Regions from separate parts of the Mus musculus genome. Here region 1 is linked to region 2. The links are chromatin contacts, called in public Micro-C maps. All regions are on one chromosome and are shown on one strand. The core of a region is the stretch at or near the end of the contact, and the rest is flanking DNA. Distances in the headings are between cores, read along the strand shown.

Region 1 (5,949 bases), core at 1,070-3,569, 69 kb after region 2:
TGGAGAGGGAGGAGGGGGGGCTCTGTGTAATTTACGGCGTCACTCCTCGCTGCCATTTGGCATTCCACGCACTGCCATACCCATTAGCAGTCACTTCTGAGTATTTATGATCCTGCGGCTGGAGCACTTTGAGTCTCATAACAGAAACAGGGTCACATTTAGAAAACGTTCCCAATGCCATGCTGGAAAATGAGACACCCCACCCCTCCTCCCTCTTCTCCCCAGGCTGATGGATGGGGCCAGGCAGGCAGAGTGTGGGCAGCTCTCCAGGCCAAACTGTGTCCTTTTTCACACACCCAGCTGTAGGCTGGCTGTGTGGCTCAGGCCTCACCTACCAGTTCTGGGCTGTCTGCTTGGAGGAGGTGGCCAGGGTGGACTAGGGTAGAAAGACACATCACTAAATACTAGATTGGCTTCCCTGGTGTGAAGATGAAGCTGGGAACTGTTATCCTCCACAGTCCTGGTTCAGTCTGGCTCCCTAGTTGACCAAGAGGGCTCAGCAGTTGAGAACATTGTTACTCTTACAGAGTTCAACCCAGGTTCAGTTCCCAAGAGGCTCACAACCACCTGTAACTCCAGCTCCGGGGTCGGGGTCTCTGGTGTCCTCTTCTGATCCCTGAGGGTACTAGGCATGGGGCACACACACAAACATGCAATCAAAACACTTGTGCACATAACATAATATTAAAAAGAAAGAACTCTGAAGTCGGAGTGCAGGCTAGACCAGATACCCAACCCACTGCCGCTGCTGTCTCTATTAGGGTCTTCCAATTTCCCCCTTGTTAAGCTGAGAGCCTCCTCCACCCGCTCAATTGCTAGACACCCAGCAGGTGTCTGGCAGCCAAATTATACAGGAGTGTTGATCAAGAGAAGCCATGGGCTTCAAAGGAGGAGATGAACTAGGGTTTATGTTGCCAAGCTAAATTAAAAGCTAGGATCGTCAGCATGTATGAAAGGGTGCTGTCCTCAGTACTCTGATGCATCAGCCTGTTAGGGAGAGTTTTCAGTGAACGGTCTGAGGGAGATGTGAGTTCCTGCCCCTGCCCCTGCCCCTGCCGTCTCTGTGAGCCTGGGACCAAGATTGGTATCTATAGATCTCCCCTCCTCTTTCCTCCCCTCCCTTTTCCTCCTCTGTCGCCTGCCCTGCCCTCTTCTTTCTCCTGAGTCTCATTGTAGCCCAGGCTGTCCTTGAACTCCTCCTAGACCTCCTGTTGCCCAGGCCTGCTGTGTGTCTGTTTCTCTGATGCTCACTTGCAAGGCTGTCTTTAGACTCAGAAAGCAGGGGAGCAACTGCCAATCCAGGCGCCTTGGGCCCTTAGTATCCACTTCCCTTGGCCGGGACGGACGGACAAGGGCTTTCAGAGCTTGCCACTTAATTCCCCCAGAAGTCAGGATCTGGGGAGATCTAGAACTATGCACCATGGCTGCCTGGGACACAGATGACACCCCCTCCCCCCACTGGACACCCCCCCACACACTGTTTTATCCTTCTTTGCTTTACACGAATCCTCCTAATGCCCACCATTTCCTTCAACCATAAAAGTATAAATTAAAAAAAACGAGAGAAAATAAAAGAGGCTGGCTTATTTCCTCTTCGTTCTTACCCAGAGTCTCCTGGATGTTATTATTTTTTTAAAACCCTCCCATCACACTTTCAGCCTTGAAAGCATTTTTTAGTCATTAATTAGTAATCCATATTAATATGCAGATTGAATTAATCTGGTTCGGGCAAAAGTTTGTCTGGAGGAAACGAAGCTGGTGTGTTAGATCCCTCCACCTGCGTCTCCATCTCCCATCTCCAGTCTCCCGTCTCCCCTCTCCCCTCTCCCCTCTCTCCTCTCCTGTTTCCCCTTCTCCCCGCACCTCTTCCTGATCATTAGCAGGATTATGGCTGATTAGGCAGGGCTGGTGAGGCTTAAGAGTGTGTGCAGCCCCAGGGACACCCACGGGGAGGACATGTCCTGCTCTGAGGGCTCTGCTGCACGGACGCCATTGGGGGAATAGCGTGGGGGGTCATTAGCTTTTAGAGCTGAAATTGGCTTCATAAATACTCAGCTACAGGAAGCGGTTTCTGCTTCCGTTTTTTTGTTTTGTTTTGTTTTTTGTTTTTAATTTATTTCAGCTGAATTCCTCCTTGGCTCTGTTATTGTGTGAGGAGGTTGGGGTTTTTTTGTTTTTTGTTTTAAATCTCCAGGGAAAAAGGTGTATTCTCTATAATATGACTACTGATTGCTCTCTTACTGTGTGTGCACCAGGCACCCAGTGAGCTGTGGGTTTGATGTACCCACACCTCTGGAGGAGAGCTGTTATTTCTTCCTGGTGCAAATGAGGAAGTTGTTGCTCAGTGGAGGGAAATCTGAAGGCTGCCAAAGGGCAGAGCTGGTGTATTTGTGAACCCTTTGTTGTTTGGTTTGGTTTTGGTGTTTTTCAGGAAGGCCTTTCACTGTGTAGACCAGGCTAGCCCAGAACTCAAGATGATCCTCCTGCCTCAGCTTTCCCCCGTGCTGGGATTACAGGCTTACATCACCATGACCCGCTGGGGTGTGGACTCAAAACCCTTCGGTCTGTGCTTTTCTTTAGTTGACCATTTGAAGTCTTTCCACCCTGGCTGCTGTGTTTCTGTGTCCTCCCACGGTCCTCCTCTGTAGGCTTCAGGTGGGCAAAAGTCCCCGAACTGTCCCCCTGCTGGGTGACACCATCTTTTCCTCGTCTTGCAGGGAGAGATGTTAGGAGCTGGATACTGTAACTGAGAGGAGTTGGCCTGCCTGACCTGGGCATGGCCCAGAGTCACCGCCCTGGGTAGGAAGCTCCTGTGGCCTCTGCTTAGGGGCCTTGCTGGGGTAGTAGGTCTGAGTGCCCTGGGCCCGGAGCTTAAGCCTCTCACATTCTCTAGGGAAGAAGCCCTGGGTTCTGGGAAGCCTGTGGATTGGCAGCTTCCGTCTCTAGCCTTAGCTGTGTTTTAGTAAAGCAGTTTCTAAAAGCCAAGCTTTGTGCTCAGAGGGTGGCATCCATGACTCTTGGTCCTCGATGATAAGATTGTTGATGAGCCTGTAGGCCCGCTGAGAAAAGCCTGACGGTCACAGAGGGCTGGGCTGTTTTCAGTAGAGCCACTTTAGGACGTGGAGAGTTTGTCCAAATCCAGAGGCTCCCATTCCAGTTCCCTGTGGTATCGTGCTCCGTGCGCGCGCTCGTGTGTGTGTGTGTGTGTGTGTGTGTGAGAGAGAGAGAGAGAGAGAGAGAGAGAGAGAGGGAGAGGGAGAGGGAGAGGGAGAGAGAACGAGAGAGAGAGAGAGAACAAGCTTATGCTTACAATAGACCAGGTGCAGTACAAAGCCAATGAGGGATACACGCCTTTCCCTCATGGGTATGCAGTCTGTTAAACTGGTAAATACAAGAGAACCCTCAGACATGGCTGACAGACACTACCAGGACCATCCCTAGTCCCAGGCGGCCTTACACAGGCCTCTTCTCTTAACCCCATGTCCCCACCTACAAAGTTAGATAAGTAAAAATGGCTCTCCCGGGGTCTTGATAAGGACCCGAAGAGGGGAAGTGTGTGTTGGATGGTGCATCCCGTAAGCGCTCGGTACAAGGACAGGTGAGCGACAGCCTAATCACAGATGTGTATCTCAGAAAGGGCCAGCCTGACAACCCCATAGGCTTCTGTCCCTCTTATGTGATAGACAGTGCGGAGTTCAGATGTTAAGGATAATGGGCCCTTTCTGTTGGTTCCGGGACACTAGTGGGGAAAGTAAGGACCTCTCTCAAAGGGTCCTTATCAAGACCTTGACCTGTGTGCTCAAGCCTTAAGGGATAATGTGTTGACAAAAAACAGCCATTCTGTCCTGTGAGCGGGGATGAGATGGGCATGAGTCCATTTCTTGGATAAGGAAGGCAACTCAAGGGCAGGTATGTCCCGTGCCAGGCCAGGGTGCTCCTGTTCTCTGCAACCCCACAGGAGACCTATGCTTGAGGCCCTCTTGGCCACTTCTTGGTTTCCAGACCTAGGCAGGGGATAACAGAGCCTCACATGTCCCCATCTGTAGCCTGAGAGATATACTAGTCTGGCAGGGCTGTGGAAATAGTCAGGTAGTGCTCAGGATACATAATGCAGGAGTGCTCAGCCAACATGGGAGGTGATCAGCCCTGCCCAGCATTGGGCTGTAGAGAAGAGGACATCCTCTGGCCAGGTCAGTGTGGCTTCTCTGGGAGGCCTCACCCCAGCTGGTTCCGAAGCATATGGGTTTGAGGTTCAGCAATTCCTAGGGAGCCTGGCCCGACAGCCCCTGAAATGTGCCGAGACCGATTGAAGACAGAGTGGGGGAACATGAGAGGGTGACATCAGAGGGCATGAGGTTAGAGTTTCTTGTTTGCTTTTCCAACAGCAGTAAAATTTCACTGTAGGAAGTTGGCAGAGTGCAAGTGAGTGTAAACACCAGAGCATACTCGGTGACCGTGACAGTTGGCAGATGACCACAGCCTTTTATGTCTCTCCTTAGCCAGCAGATAAAGAGGGCAAGAGGGTGAAGCCCTCGGGGTCTCGGGCATGCGGTCTGTAATGTAAGGTTGATATAGAGCAAAGGAAGATGGTGCTCTTTCTACTTCTCTAGTGCCATGGGAGAGGGTGCTCATCTATCCAGTGGGCTCATTCAACCTCTGTGGTTAGGTCCGTCCCTCAGGAACCACACCCACTCCTTTCTGTTTGTTGCACTTTCCTGTGGGCTTGTTAAACTCCTGCTTCCTGCCCCTACCCCAGGGTGAGCTCCAGCCGATTGGGCGCGCAGTCTGGAACTTGCATCTCTAACCTAGTTTCTGGTGCCGGTACTGTGTCCTGTTCTGACTTACCCTGGAGTACATGGGCTCTAGGCCAGTGGGTAGGGTGTGTCACCAATCCTAATACCACAGGCTTCAGAGCTGCAGGCATGCAATGGAAGCTGCATTTTGAACAGCCAAGAGAGTAGACTCCAGCCTGTCCCTCAATCCCGTCCCCAATTCCTGATCCCGCTAACAGCTGTCCCTGTGTGGACTTCAGGATACTTGTCAGTGAGGGCCTGACCTCCCATTTATGGTCAGGCCAAGGAGCCTGTCTCAAGCAGTTGATAGACTGCAGACCCCGTGGCAGATGTGCGTGTGTACACACACACACACACACACACACACGCACGCACGCACGCACGCACGCACGCACGCGTAAGTAGCAATGCTTTGCTAGGACCCCAAGCATACGATTCCCTGAAGAGATGCCAGGGAGACAAATGGAGATTCTGTGGCATGAATCTCGCCCACCTGGTGGTCTCTGTGGGCTACTGTTAAATTGCATTTTCTTTTCATTTTTCTCTCCCTTCCCTGGGACCGGCTCCCCTTAGAACCTGACACGAGCTAGATAAGTGTGATTAAGCACTGAAGCTGTGGGGACGCCCAAATTCATCTGTAGGACCAGGAGACGGTTGGGGTCACCGTCGTCATGTCTCTTCTGGACTTGAGGGTGTTTAGATGTCGGTTTATTTCCTGGAGTATCACTTCTAAGTGCTTGGTGGACCTTGAGATTATCTCCCCTAGAAGCCCCATGCATAATTTTGGCTGCTTGTAGCTGTAATTATTGGGAGGCACAGCTCATTCAAATGATAAGGAGATTTATGACTTCGCATAAGAACCCGACTGAAGGGTTGACTGTGGGATGAATTAATTCAGCAGCTCAGCCAGGATCATCGACAGTCATGACAGTCATTCTCCTGTCCTCGTTGGCTCCACCATGCTGGGCCTGTTCCCCACTGGGTACATTTCTTCATTGTGCCAAGATGAGGATGGCAGCGCTGGGACTCCTGTAGACGCAGAGTCCTGCAGGATGATGGATAAGTGCAGCAAGTCGGAGTTTTGTTAGGGAGGAGGGAGGCGGGACCCCTGGGGTGAGGATCCTAGTGGCAGTCCATGTTCAGACACATTGACCTT
Region 2 (5,997 bases), core at 2,891-5,390:
TTCTAGGCAGAAAGTCGGAACCTGGGGCACAGCACAGCCTTCATCTCTGTCTCCCACCTACACACACCACAGTCTGTCTCTCTGTCTCTGTCTGTCTATCTGTCTCTCTCTCTCTCTCTGGGTCTCTCTCTCTATCTCTCTCCCTCTCTCTGAGCTTCAGCTTCTTACCTGATTCTGTTGCTTGCTCTCTCAAATGCTCACCTCTGGGGTGTAGTTCCCTGACTGTGTGCCCACCTGTTATCACCTACACTGTAGGCAAAACCTTTCAGTGGTACTTCATTGAGAGCTGCAGGTCCAAGAAAGGCAGCAGAAATACACCTCAGCAAACTGCCTTTCATCCCATCTCCAGCCAGCTGCTTATACAGAGAATAGAACAAAACTCAGTCATTCCACACTTCTGCCCTGCTCCTTTGGTCAGGTAGTCAGCTTCGTCCATGTGACTCTGTCCCTCATTGTTGGTCTTTGTGCAGCTGTAAGCGTGGTTCGTGTTGGGCCACGGCAGTTCTGTATGCCTCCCAGCACCGCCTGGGCTGGGGGCAAACTGAGAACAAGCAAAGCATTAGTATGTGTGCTGAGCCATCCATACAGAAACTGCAGGTTCCACTCTGCAACATGTGTAACAGGTGTGCCCTTATAATGCAGAAATTTTTCCCCCTATTTGTCCTTGCCTGCGTAGAGAGCACTGGTCAAATACTGCAAGCTTCTATCCCTCCACAGCTAGGCCTGCTGATAGAACAGAAAGTGCTCCCCAAAGCGACTGCAGTCCCAACAGGAAGTAGCTGTTTACAGCTCCTTACCCAGTGCAATGGGCTAGGCACTTATGCACACAACTCATGTAATATGTATGACAGTGCAATGAGATAGGAATCATTTCTGTTGTGCAAACGTGGACAGAAGGCCTTTAAAGGATCTAAACACTTGATCCAGACTCAGGGGCACAGGCCTTAAGTCTTAGCCCTTTTGAGAGAGAAGCAGGAGGACCAGGGCTCCAAGGTCATCCTCAGCCACATAGTAAGTTCAAGTCCAACCCAGGGTTACTTATTCTCAAAACAATGAAACCAAAAAAGGTCTAATCACTTGCTCCTGTCACACAGGATACAGGAAGTCACCACATGTCCCTGTACAGCTGGCATCTAATGTAAACATGCCCAGTTCTCCCACGTTCTCATATCTAGTCCCCGTTATGTGAGGACTGGTGGGAGCACTCTCTTGCTGGGACTGAAGCCTCTGCCGCATAGCAGTTAATCCCGCGCCTCATCGAACCTTGCCGCCGAGAGCATGGGCCAGCTTGAAACAGTTCCGGAGAATCTGTTACTCAGACTGTGACCAGAGGGACGAAAGATGCAGGGCTGTAAGAGAGGGTGCCTCACGGAGGCCTCGTGGCTGGTGCATCTGCTTTTGAAAAAAAAAAATGTGCTGGATCACACACTTACAGAGCTGCTTTGCTTTAACATGAGAAACTGACAGGAACGATTTAAGAGTGGCTGCTCTGAAACACCATTAGATAGTCCTCCTTTTCATTTCAACATTTATTATAGGAGAGAGAGAGAGAGAGTACCCCCATGCCCCAAAACCTATGTGGAAGTCAGAGGACAACTTTGGGGAATCTATCCTCTCTTTTGGCCATGTGGAAATTCTGGGTATTGAACTCAGGTCCTCGGGCTTGGCAGCAAGCTCCTTTATTCGCAGAGTCATCTCATTTCCCTCTCCCCGCCCCCTCAAGTAAAATAAGGACCACCTCATTCACATTCATTCAGATGAAGCCCCTCAGTTTCCATTCAGATTCCATCTCTACCCATCCCCCAGAAGCTTCCGCTGCAAATTTGATCATTGTCGCCTGGCTCATTCCGTGCCCGCCTCTCCACATACCCAGGAAGCTCACACAAACAAAATTGAACACTGATGTCGTAAGCAGAACCACACTGTACCCCCCACCCCCACCCCCATCCTGCTGACGGCTTCTTTCCTCTCACGAGCTGCCACTGAGGACACTTTAGAAGTTAAGAATCATGTCCTATTGGATCTCTGTGGTCCTGTGCGCCTTGTATTTTCTGTATGCTGAATAATTCAAAAGGAAGGAAGAACAGGAGGAGGAAGAAGAAGAGGAGGAGGAGGGGGAGGGGGAGGAGGAGGAGGGATAAGGATGGCGGAAGGAAGAAAGAAGGGAAGAAGAGGGGAGGAATGAAGAGAAGAGGAGAGGAAAGGGGAGAGGTGGAGACTAGTCAATGCCATCAATCTTGAGTCAAAACTTCCCGTGTGGGTCTCAACGTTTGGGATGGAATGTGTGAGACAAAGAAACCTACATAGCCTTGAGCTTCCTGTGTAGCTGATGCTAGCTCTGGAATTCCAGGCTTGAGCCACCAACTTGCTCTCACCGGTCGCTGTTTAAAGCTTGCGAGATAGACAGGGAGGCTGAACTCCTTCCTATGCACCGCGATCTCCGAAACTCTGAGAGCTGGGAGTCCCATTCCAGCCGCTTCCATGGAGGCTCTGCTGTGAGGAAACGCTCGCTGCTCATTAATCACCAGCCAACTGTAGCCTGTCAGCCTTTGGAGGATTCCCTGCCAGGCCCAACACTTGTCTTCCCTCCTTTGCTTCTTCAGCTTCTACGATGTGTCTATCAACCATCGGTGTCCCCGGCTCTGTCTCGGCCTCCTAAATGTCCACCTGGAGCACCTCTGATTGCTCACCCTGCCTCTGCCTTCCCGTGGGCTCCTGTACCTGCCTGCCTGCTTTCTTGTTCTCTTCCCTGGGCATGCTACAGCATAGCGCCAAGGTTGAGGCTGGGCTCTAGATCTCTCCTGATTCCTGCTTGCCTCCATTTTAAGGATGCTTTTTATGGTGGCTTCAAGTACAGGAAGCTGCTGGAGGTGTTTGGGAGGCAACCTCCAAAGAGCACCTGCTCTCCCCAGCATTCCTCACTTTCCCCACCCCCCAATCCTACCACGCACTGTGGGGTGGGTCTTTTATTCCTTAGAACATTACAAAAACAGTGACTGAGACACTGAGTAAGGTTGGGGATATAGGGATGGGTCAGACAGCTCTGCTGGAGTTCAGGTATTCTATTCGGGAGAGGCAAACAGAAGCCTACAACTACTCAAATTTATGGTAAGCCACCCTCTGACAAATAGCCCCACTCCCACCCTGTGCTCTAATTATAATGTCTCCATGCACCTTCCATATAGTTTTCTATTTTAAAACATAATTACATTGTATTTATTATTTATCTTACACATACACATATATATAGTATGTGAATGTGTGTGTGTGTGTGTGTGTGTGTGTGTGTGTGTGTGTGTGTGTGTGTGTGCATGTGATTCATCCAAGCCATCCCATGTATGCGGAGGTCAAAGGACAACTTTTAGGAGTTGGTTTTCTCCCCCATGAGGTTTCCGGAGGTCAAATTGAGGTTGTTAGGGTTAATGGCAAGCACTGTTGCCTGTGAGTCATCTTGCCTGCCCTCACACATTTTATCCTATTTCACATATAAGGAAGCTGAAGAAAAGTGTGGATGCGCTACCTGCTCACAGGTACACAGCTTGTGAGAGTCAAGGCCAAGATCTGATCACTGTGTGGCTATTGGGAGAGCCGGGGAAGGACGGCATTCTTCCTGTTCATGAATAGATATTTTGTTGGTGGTGGTTTTGTTTTTTTAAGTCACAGATAAGTCTCACACATCCCAGGAAGTTTTTGATCTCTCAATGCTACCTAGGATAACCTTGAACTCCTACTCCTCCTGCCTCCACTTCCTAAACCCCAGGATTGCAGGCATGCACAATAATATTCAGTTTACTCTTGCTGGGGACAGAATCTAGAACCTCATGCCTGCCAGGCAAGCCCTCTACCAACGGAGCTATTTCTCCAGACTTCAGACTCTTACTCCCAATTTGACCTGAGAGTAAAACCAAACCGTCAGAAATGAACCGGTGGGGTTTTGGGGGGGGGGAACGACACAGGGGTAGGGAGATGAGGAAGCGGCTCCTCCAGCTAAGATGGCCGAGTGGGGGATTGAGTACCACAGGCTTCTAAAAGAAACACCTCCCCTACCCATCAAGGTGACTAAGGCAGGCTGGGCCGGGTGCTCACTCAGTCCCAGTGTGCAGTGAATGAAGTGTGTGGTCGGCAAACGACCAATGTGCTGCCTGAAATAAGTGACTCAATTATAAAGACAGCAGGTGGCGCCCCGTGTTTCCCACACCAGCCAGCAGGTTTAGGTTCCAAGTCCATATTCCCCAGTCCCACAGCCCTGAGGTTTCTGGTCAATCTGCATATTCACCTCGTTTCTCCACTGCTTCAGAAACTCCTGTTACTATTTTTTTTTCTTTCAGATCTTGCTGTTTCAATTAGTAGCTGGGTTTGATCTAGATGCTTTTCCTCATGTTAAATCCCTTTTGATAAAACAGTCCCCAGAGAACCGGTCTTTGAAACCTCTTTATGAGATCTGGAGTGCAGGAAAACGCCGAGGATAATTACCCACAAGCAGACACTTCTCAGAACCCATTTGCGGTCTTAACAGCGTCCTGTCCTGCCTGACCTGCCTTGTCAGTGATCCTCATGCAGGCTCCACCTCCCTGCTCCTTGTCCTGGACAGCTGCCTGGGGGAAGTCCTTCTCCCAGACACTTTTGTTGCGCTGGAAATTCTGCCTGGGGGGCCTTTGGCTATGAGATGACTCTTGGATGCTTCTAGAACACACGGTGGCTCTCGAGTTTCAGTGTCTCATTGGACCCCTTAGATTAGTGTGATCAGGACATGTGACTTCCACTCTATTGACACCTGCTCGGTTGCCACTAATGTCAATCAGAGAAGTATTTATCTCAGATGTCCATCATATGATACAAGTTGTCAACCACCCTGAGAAGAGCCTCTGGCGGGTGACCGCCATGTCTCCCTGGGCTTTCTGAGCAGGCATGCTCACACTTCCTCTGGTTTGCTGTAGTGTGTTGCTGTTGTCCTGATTCTTGTTTGGGGTAAGTGGGGGTGGACTGACACGGGGTCTCCTGTAGCCTAGATTATTTTTGTTGCCTTTGTTACCCTAGCCTTACTCATCTCCTAGACCCTTCATATCCACCCTCTGCCCTTGCAACCTCCCCCACAAAAGAAAACAACCCACAAAATAAAAATAAATAAAACAAAACATAACAGCCTCTCATCATGGAAGTTGTAGTGTGTCACAGTGTGCTCCACAGTAAACTCTTTCATCCACACTTCTTGCAAATGTTTAATGCAATGAGTCACTGGTCTGGTTCAAGGCTCTGGCTTCTGTTATACCATCAATACTGGATCCTCACCTGGTCTCCTTCCAGATATCATGTTGTTGTCCTGTGTCATAGAGATCCTGCAGTTTTGGGTCAGCAGAACCGGCCCTTTCATGTGCTCTAACAGCTCATAGGTAGATGTTTGGGTGGACCTACTCAGAGCCCTGGATATCTGGGCCTGGGTGGTAGCTGAATTGGTCAGCTCACCTGCTCTCCCAGACACACACCACCAGGGCCAGCTGTCCAGCACTGACCTGGCTAGATTAACCAATGCTGTAGCCGGCAAGGGGCAGGGTCAGCTCTCCTGCTCACCTGCATCCATGCCACCAGGGCCAGCTCTACAGTGCTGCCCAGGCCCGGTGGGTAAGGGGTCACTTATAGAAGCAGGAATGACTCAAAAGGAGCTATCTCTGAAATGCTCACCCAGACTCACAAAAGCTGGGACCCTGGAGCTCCTTGTACCACCAGGAAGCATCTCCCTGGGTCCAAGAACGTCCTTTCAGCAGCTTAGATGGTCAGAGTCTTCTTGTCTGGTGGCTGTCTACTGCTTCCCGTGACTCTGAGGAAGGGCTCGTGAATCTTAGCAGTTTCAGCTTTCCTAAACTTGTGAAGTTTGTTTACCTCCTAATCGTAGTAAGCCTCCTCCTCCTCTTCCTCCTCTTCCTCCTCTTCCTCCTCTTCTTCACCTTCCTCCTCTTCTTCCTCTTCCTTGGAGGGATGTTTCATTTTGGAGGAAACTGA

What was found. Hi-C and Micro-C count contacts between places; a contact is called where the count stands out from the background.
Region 1: a contact with region 2 is called in a Micro-C map of the G1E-ER4 cell line, with 1.6 times the contacts expected there. The contact joins two enhancer-like sites. A contact is called at or near these places in 1 of 15 datasets of contacts at CTCF or cohesin (the NIH/3T3 cell line), 3 of 484 Hi-C or Micro-C datasets (the G1E-ER4 cell line, bone marrow and nephron progenitors) and 4 of 115 datasets of contacts at active chromatin or transcription factors (double positive thymocytes, embryonic stem cells, expanded potential stem cells and 1 more).

The regions. Positions count from the first base shown.
Region 1 is chr11:57,683,957-57,689,905 of GRCm38.p6, forward strand. The region is part of intron 1 of Galnt10 (polypeptide N-acetylgalactosaminyltransferase 10); the gene reads left to right. Among named protein-coding and RNA genes, the nearest start is that of Gm51896, 16 kb to the left of the region's middle. Within about 2 kb of position 2,320, at least 109 of the 459 cell types and tissues checked have an H3K27ac peak or open chromatin away from gene starts, as enhancers often do. A contact at or near this core is called in the G1E-ER4 cell line, where this site is marked.
Region 2 is chr11:57,613,586-57,619,582 of GRCm38.p6, forward strand. No RefSeq gene overlaps it. Among named protein-coding and RNA genes, the nearest start is that of Galnt10, 29 kb to the right of the region's middle. Within about 2 kb of position 4,141, at least 8 of the 459 cell types and tissues checked have an H3K27ac peak or open chromatin away from gene starts, as enhancers often do. A contact at or near this core is called in the G1E-ER4 cell line, where this site is marked.